Regions from separate parts of the Anas platyrhynchos genome. Here region 2 is linked to region 1. The links are chromatin contacts, called in public Hi-C maps. All regions are on one chromosome and are shown on one strand. Each heading gives the region's core, a stretch centred on a gene start, on an enhancer-like site or on the middle of the called end of the contact. The rest is flanking DNA. Distances are from core to core; before and after follow the strand shown. Region 1 overlaps TNFRSF11A (TNF receptor superfamily member 11a). Region 2 holds the start of PIGN (phosphatidylinositol glycan anchor biosynthesis class N).

The links. Hi-C and Micro-C count contacts between places; a contact is called where the count stands out from the background.
Region 2: a contact with region 1 is called in a Hi-C map of subcutaneous adipose tissue, with 2.3 times the contacts expected there. The contact joins the promoter of PIGN here to the enhancer-like site in region 1. A contact is called at or near these places in 2 of 8 Hi-C or Micro-C datasets (skeletal muscle and subcutaneous adipose tissue).

The regions. Positions count from the first base shown.
Region 1 is chr2:80,023,721-80,027,360 of IASCAAS_PekinDuck_T2T, forward strand. All of the region lies in intron 1 of TNFRSF11A (TNF receptor superfamily member 11a), which reads right to left. Among named protein-coding and RNA genes, the nearest start is that of TNFRSF11A, 6.2 kb to the right of the region's middle. Within about 2 kb of position 1,516, at least 6 of the 8 cell types and tissues checked have an H3K27ac peak or open chromatin away from gene starts, as enhancers often do. A contact at or near this core is called in subcutaneous adipose tissue, where this site is marked.
Region 2 is chr2:80,109,046-80,112,891 of IASCAAS_PekinDuck_T2T, forward strand. It overlaps PIGN (phosphatidylinositol glycan anchor biosynthesis class N), which reads left to right and starts at 2,280. Exons shown (of 29, transcript XM_072034992.1): 1 at 2,280-2,378. It overlaps RELCH (RAB11 binding and LisH domain, coiled-coil and HEAT repeat containing), which reads right to left and starts at 2,226. Exons shown (of 29, transcript XM_038175614.2): 1 at 1,647-2,226. The coding sequence starts at 2,142.

The sequences.
Region 1 (3,640 bases), core at 266-2,765:
AAAATGACTGGAGTGTCACAGAAGGGCACATCGTCCTTTTTAAGGAAGGATATGCAAATCTGCTGAACAACTTCCCGCTCAAGGGCCTGGAATGATTTCCGAAAACCAAGGCTCGGCCCAAACAGAGCAAGCACCCCCCTGCGCTGAGGCTCGGGGAGCAGGAGCAGGCTGGCTGCTCAGCTACCTTTAGGAAATCGATCCAGCACACAGAGGGCTCTTGTTGCAAAATCCTCCCAGCTGCATAAATCCTCGCTCTGTGTCAATAAGTATTCTCTTCGGCGGCTGTGTCCTTCCCCTTTCGGGACAAGCCAACGCATTTTCCAAGCCGCGATACTCCCTCCTTTGGTTGACGCTCAGCAAGACAAAGGCAAAGCTATCGGTGCACACGTGCTAGCTCGCTCCCTCCTCCCGAAGGAGAGGGATTTGGGCCAGGTATTTTTTGACCTGCTGAGCGTGAGAGCTGGGTGTGGGGAGGACGGGAAGGTGAAAGAACAGAATCGTGGTGTTTTCTCAGGGGGGCAGCAGCCGTGGCGAGCTGGGGGCCTCTGGTCAGCACGAAGCACGTGCGCTGCCAGCAGTGAGGCCCCGCAGCGGCAACGCCTCCCCAGCCGCAGCGCCGGGCTGAGATGGGGAAGTGCAATTCATGTCACGGAGGAGGAACTCGCACCCAGGGGCCGGACGGCTTCACAAAGGTGACAGGAAACGAGTGGCGAAGCAGGAAAGAGAAGCAAGTCTCGAGCTCGCCCTGTAACCCCTAGGGCATCCTTCCTCTCCTTGGCGCTTGCCCGTAAGCAGGAGTGATTTTGACATCTCCAAGTTCATCTCCTGGTGACAGAAAAGTTGTCAACCTCGCCTGAAGTAACAAGACAGATCGAAAAGACACAGGCTGGTCATTCCTCTAAGGCTCACTGTTGGTAGTTTTGCAATAAATACCAGCAGTGTGTGTGAATGAGTGCTCCAGTGAGGCCTGGGCATCCTGTGTCCATTTCATTCGTCACTTAAAACATGTGTGAAGCACATGTGTGTGCTCCTCTTCCTAAGAAAAGGCAGCTCTCCTGCTTAATTGGTCCTGGGCAGCCGGCCACGGCCTTGCTGGAGCAGGAGGACCGGGCCAGATGACCTCCCGAGGTCCCTTCCCACCTCAGGCATTCCCTGATTCGGTGATTTATATTTCCTCAAAACACGAATTATCCAAGAGGGGGAGAATCCGGGGGACGAAGACAAACATCCTCTGGGCTCGGCGGATTGCCACGGGGCCGGCTGGATAAAGCACGCCTACACCTCCTCACCTACAGGCACAGGAGCAGCGTCGATGGCTTCTTTGGAAAAACAGGCCTGCTCCTGTCCAGGTCTGCAGGCGGGCCGTGCTTCGGTGTCAGGCAGCTGCAGGCAGCCCTCTCAGCCTCTTTTTATTTTTCTTTTTTCCAAGTTTCTTGCACAAGGACGCTAAGCAAGAGCGTGCTTGTAGGGTGGGAGACCTCCCGTGAGTCACAGCTCCGAAGCACCGCGGCGTTACTCAGCCCCTGAAAGCACGCAGGTGCTGCTGAAGGGGGAAGCAGCAGCACTCAGAGTCCTGTCCCTGGGCTTAAGGAAATTATTCTCAGCGCTGTTGGGCAATCGGGTGACAGCAGAAGCTGTGTGTCATCGATGCTAAAATTACTTTCTCGCTCAGATGAATATTCAGACCCACATTTCAGAGAAGATAGAGTTGCACGGGCCTCTTTCCTTTAACAGAAAAAATCTGGAAGAGCAAGCTCGGGGATTTCCACGGTCTTTTTCCCATGTCACTTGGGAGCAAGAACCTGAGGCCCCAGTGGGGCTGCTCGTTAGCGATAATCTGACTTGTGCAAAAGCTGAGACGTCAAGGGACACGTCAAGGGGTAGCTAGCACAAGATGACACCTTCGTGCTTGGTGGAGTTGTTTCTGGAGAGCGTTCAAGCCACCCGTCAGCATTTCACTGAGCAAAGCACATTTTTTCTGCATTTAGGACCCAAAGCACCTATGGGAGAACGAACCACGGCACGTCCCGCCTCGCACACCTCTTGCTCTTTGAGCTCTGGGGCTTGAATTTACTCACACTGCTTGCTTTTGAGATCCTTGGCCATGCCTGCTGCAGAAGTGTGATGGTTCCATGGCTCCTTGGGCTTTATTTCTGAGCCCAAGGACCTGGCTGTAGCGTGGCACTGCTCCACGTGGCTGGCATTCCCAGGCGCCCTGCTGGGGCACCTACCTCACAGTACACAGCTCTCTGTGTTTTTATAACTGTGTGTTGGTAAGGGGGGAGAGGAATTTTACACTAAAACGGCTTGATCGTGATCACAGGGACAGCGAATGCAACAGCTCCTTCACGGCCAGGCTTCGCTGCCGACGCAAACTGGAGCAGGACAGCCCGCAAGTCGCAGCCGCACAGTGCCAGTTATTCGCCTGCAGGTCTAAAAATCCAAAGCAAAAGTCTCAGCTTGTGAATGAAATGCTTTGGGTGATGTCAACTTTCCAGTGACCAGGAAAACCACATCACAGAACTACCACCACGTGGTCAAATACAGCCGGGAAATGGCAGCGGCTGAAAACTAAATATTATTTCGCTCTTAAAAATAAGGTCCTTGAAACCCTGCTAGGGCCTGAAGGAACACGAAGAACAACACTGATAACATGAAGATTGATAGAAAACCACGACTCGCAAGCAGAAAGTGGCCAGACGGGGGTGAAATCCCCATCCTGGCTATTCCCACTGCCCACCCCGTCATAACGCGTGGCGAGGAGCAAACACCTGAGCGGCCGGTGCTGCCTGGACGAGGGGAAGGTCCGTGCCTCACTGCCAAACCCCAGGGAGCTATTTCTAGCAGGCAGGCGACGTGAGGGAGAAGTGCCTCGCTGACCACGCCGCCAGCGGGGGCACAGCAGGCAGGAACCTCAGGTGCATCAGGTGGGAGGTGAGGGAGGCGATGGGCAGTGGGGATGGAGCAGCCGGCGAGGATCGTGGCCTTCTGCGGGCTGACAGCTCGCCATCACATGCTCAGCCCCTGGCAGAGTCATCCCAGGCAGCGTGCAGAAGGGCAGACCTCTTGTATTCACTGGCTGCTCAGCAGCATCCACGTTATTATTCACGACTCATTGGGAATGGACTGAAGAAATCAAACCCGAAAGCCAACCAAACCATAATGTTTAGCAAAGAGCCTGTTTTACTACACGTGGTATTGCAGGAGAGAGCTTTTCTTTTCCTGTGAGGGCAGACTGAAGCAGGCATCTCGCTGTTCTTGCGAGCAGGCAATGAAAAGCTAGAGAGGACACGGTGCTCACAAAGGCAGAACTACGCGGTGGGGCAAAATAACAGGCCCAAAATAGATCCCCATGCACGCTACGTAAGCAATTTTGAGGACTTCATATGAACCTAGCAGCACATTTTCCCTATCTGTCTTCCAGATTAATGCCTTGCCTAACAAAACTTCACGGTATTTTTTTTTCCATACGAGATTTTTTTTTTCCCCTTTTCCCTCCATTTCGACCACTGGCTAAATATATTCTGCACCGATCTGCAGTCACAAATGTTGTTCTTTGTCATTCTTGAGCAGCCCCTATATACTTCTTTTTCTTTTGGAGTAACCACAGAGTGGTGAGGGTGAATGACCTCATTTTTTT
Region 2 (3,846 bases), core at 1,030-3,529, 86 kb after region 1:
GACACAAATCACTAGCTCTGCACTAGACCTCCACATCTCAAGAAATCTGATGAGAAAAAAAGTTCGAAAATCTACTTGAGCTGTGCAAAAATACATTTTTCTCATTGTTCTGGATCTGACACCTATCAACGTCACTCAATGTTAATTGCCTTTTGAAATGCCTTTGAGACAAAAAAAGCACACAACTTCTGTTATAGATACTGGATTTCAAGACACTTCTATGTAACCTTTAACATAAGGTTTAACATGTTTACTTTTGCCACGCCTCAGTATTGTTACACTGCTCCAGAAATACATCCCCCTCCTCTCCTCACCTCCTTCCCCCCTTGTTTAATAGTTGTGTCACCCTGCTGCCATGCATTCAGCAGGTCAGCACAATGATTAGAAAGATGTTCTCACATCAATGTGCATTGCTCCCCATTTTTTGGGGTGTGTAACAGCAGTCACACAGGCTGCTGTTCTCCTAATCCCACTGGAGAATGTACATCATCCACAACTGGAAACAACACGTTAAAAAAAAAAAAGAGGAGAATGTTTAGTCAATTGGATGAATCGATTGGAAACCCCAAGAAAGCTGCTTTTAAGGAAACAGAGATTTTTGTTGGCCCATAGCCTTGAAGCATGAGCGTTCACCAATCTTATCATGAAAGCAACAACACTGAAGCTCTCGGTAGGACAAAGCCAAGTATGAAATTCTAAGCATTTGTAAGCAAGACAAGCAGCATATAAACAACATGGTAAGAATTAAAGAAGAATTCCATCCAGTTTTTAAAATACATTGAAAAAACGATAAAAGCTGAAAGCCTAGATGCCTCCTGTTATCCAAGCCATCTCGATACCACCAGTTCTTTCCAATTTTTAAGTCTAACTGCATGTCTTTGCAACATTGGACACTTTCTGAAGTCAACCAAAGTACAGGACTACGTGCAGGAGGCCACTAGGTATCTTAGAATACGCATACAGATAAACCTTTCAACAGTATTTTGAAAAAAACACCTTTCATTTCAATGCTGTCCAGGAGCTCATTAAGACCTCAGAAGTCAGGTGTCTGGGCAACTCCTCTCTCTCTCAGCGCCACTTCCATTAGCTACCAGGCTTTTAAACCTCTGCTGTTCTCAACAGTAATACTGTTAAATCACACAAGTAATTCTATTCTAAACCACCCGCTCTACTATTAAAACCTAAAAGCTTTTCAGGCCAGCTATGCCACTTCTGAAACACCCTCACTGCTTCCAGTAGGCACGCTAGCCCGGTATATTTCCCCCCACCGAGTGGGGATCCCCGAAACGGATAGCCCAAGAGTAGAAGCACCTGGTTATTGGAAGCACTGTGTTAGTTGTGTGCGATGGGGTGGTACCCGTGTAACTGAGGCCCGTCCTGCAGACCTGAGCACCGCACTGACAGCCACATTTTGACAGCTGCTGGGTGCCCCTGCGCAGCCTGCTCTGCGTCACCCTGCGGGACCAGCTGATCCCTGGGGATCCCTCCCAGCCTCAGCCACCCCGCGAGGCTCCAAATGAATGGGTGGCGGCTCCGGCAGCCCTCTCACCACGCCGCACGCCCGCTCCTCTTTGCGAGGGGGTGCCCAGGAGGGCAGGCGCTGCCCAGGGCAGCCTCAGCCCCCGCCCCGTCCCCCCGGCACTTACTGAGCTGGCCGGGGCCGGGCTCCCTGCCGCCGGCCGCCCCCAGCAGGCTGCCGGGCAGCCCCCCCGAGGCGCCGGGCGGCGTGCCGCTCTGCCTCTCGAAGTTGCCGGGGTTGGAGAAGAAATCCCGCAGGCGGGGCAGCTCGCGGCCGCTCTCCAGCAGCTCGGTGTGCAGCTCCAGCGCCGTCAGCAGGAACTGGTCCCGCAGCAGCTGCGCCGCCATCGCGTCCATCGACACCCGCGGCGGCTCCACCGCCGAGCCGGGCCCGGACCCGGACCCGGACCCAGAACCGGCCCCGGCCCCGGCCCCGCCGCCATCGCCCGGCGCCCCCGCCGCCCGCGGGCCCGGCGGCTCCTCGGGGCTGCCCGGCTCCTCCCGCCGCGGCTCGGCCGGCTCCGTGCTGCTGCTGCTGCCGCCGCCGTGCCGCCCTCCGCCGGGCTCGTCCTCCTCCGAGTCGCTGAGGAAGGGATTCACACCGCCGCCACCGCCCGCCGCCATCTTGCGGCGCGACGCGAGGCGAGGCCCTCCCGCACCTCCGCCCGCCCGCCGCCCACTGCGCTCCGCAGCCCGCCCCGCGGCCTCTTCCGGCTCGCCGCTCTCGCGAGAGCCGCCGGGACAACGGGACCGGCCCCGCTGCCTGGGAGGGAGGGGGCGGGGCTTGGTGGGGGTGGGCGGGGCTTGAGGGGGGCCGCGGAAGCGGAAGGGGACCTGGCCGGGCGCGCGGCGGGAGGCGAGTGAGTGGCGGCGCCTGCGCAGTGCGCGCGGCGGGAGCGGGGCTGGGGGAGATAGGGCGGGTGGGAGGCGGGGGAGGGAGGGGGTCCTGCCGGGCGCGGGGCGCGCTCATGGGGGGAATTTGGGGTTTCACGGCTCGTTGGGGCCCTTCCCTGCTCTCGTATGCACCCCTTAGGTGCTGGAAGGCTGCTGCAAAGTCTCCCAGAGCCTTCCTCTCTCCGTGCTAGCAGATGGAAGCAAAGCTGGGGTTGAAATGTCGAATAAAAGCGTGGCCGGATCTCAGGGAGGCAAAAAGACACGTTTCTGGGTGTGTGGAAGTGACCGTCCTGCAAATTAATCGAAACTCTATCAAGGCTACATCTAACCTTGTTTTACTGGGCTCTACTAGGTGCAGCAGTACTCAGTACCGTAACTGCAAACTGGTTAATCCGTGTTATAATGCTATGCTATAAAATAACGGTACTCCTGTATTTAGTTTACATACATTTTCCTTAAAATGCAATCAACCTGTCCTTTAATAAACTTTTTTTCTCCCATAATATATTGATTTCATATTGTCTATAGGAAAAAAGTAGGGGAGTGTGAGCTGTAGGGGAGTGTGAATGGGTTGTAGCATAAAATGAAGCGGCAAAACACACTAAAACACACTAAATAAACTAAAAATAATATACTAAAATACACTAAAAATAAGAAAAGCGTTTTCTCTCGGTACTTTGGTGGAATCAGTGTGGTGGATTTCGTTACAGAAATCTTGTCACTTTTCTGGAGAGTTAAAGGATGCTCAGTGTGAACTCACTAAAAGTTCATCTGCTTGTGGTCTTTTTTCTCTTATTTTTTTTTTCCCCTTACTGATGTCCTGTAGCAGCCTCTAGTGGTGATCTGTGATGTTTACAAGTGATTTGAAGTTTAAAGATGGTTTAAACAAGTCTCCCTTGCTTTTAAGGTACGCGTTGCTGCTGGCTTCTCTGTAGTTTTACAACAAGGACTAAATTTTTCTCTTCTCCCCTAAAATAATGCAAAAAATATTCTTCTGTTTCAGTACTTCCTACGAGGTTTGTTTGGGCTTATGAAATTAATTGCAATATATACACTGATGTCCTTCAGTTGCTCCAAAATAATCTACTGGCACCTAGGGTAAGGTTAACACAGCTGAAGTACATATTCCAGAGTGGAAGAAAAGTGTGTTTAAACTGCCTTGTACGATAACAATATGCTTAAAAATAGTTTATTGCAGTATACAAATAGGTATTCTAAGAGTCTAATTTAAGGGACTTGAGAAGAAAGCCTTACAAGAAACATCCATCACCACGAAGGATGTGTGAGGCAGAAAAAGATGCTGAAGTTCTGGAAACAAGGCATTAAATAGGTTTACCTGATGGAGACATCTACAAATTCATTTATTTTTCTGCCTCCAAAAGGTATGCATTGTTTCTTACTGGAATTAAAATCTTCTTCTGCCTTTAAAGGGTA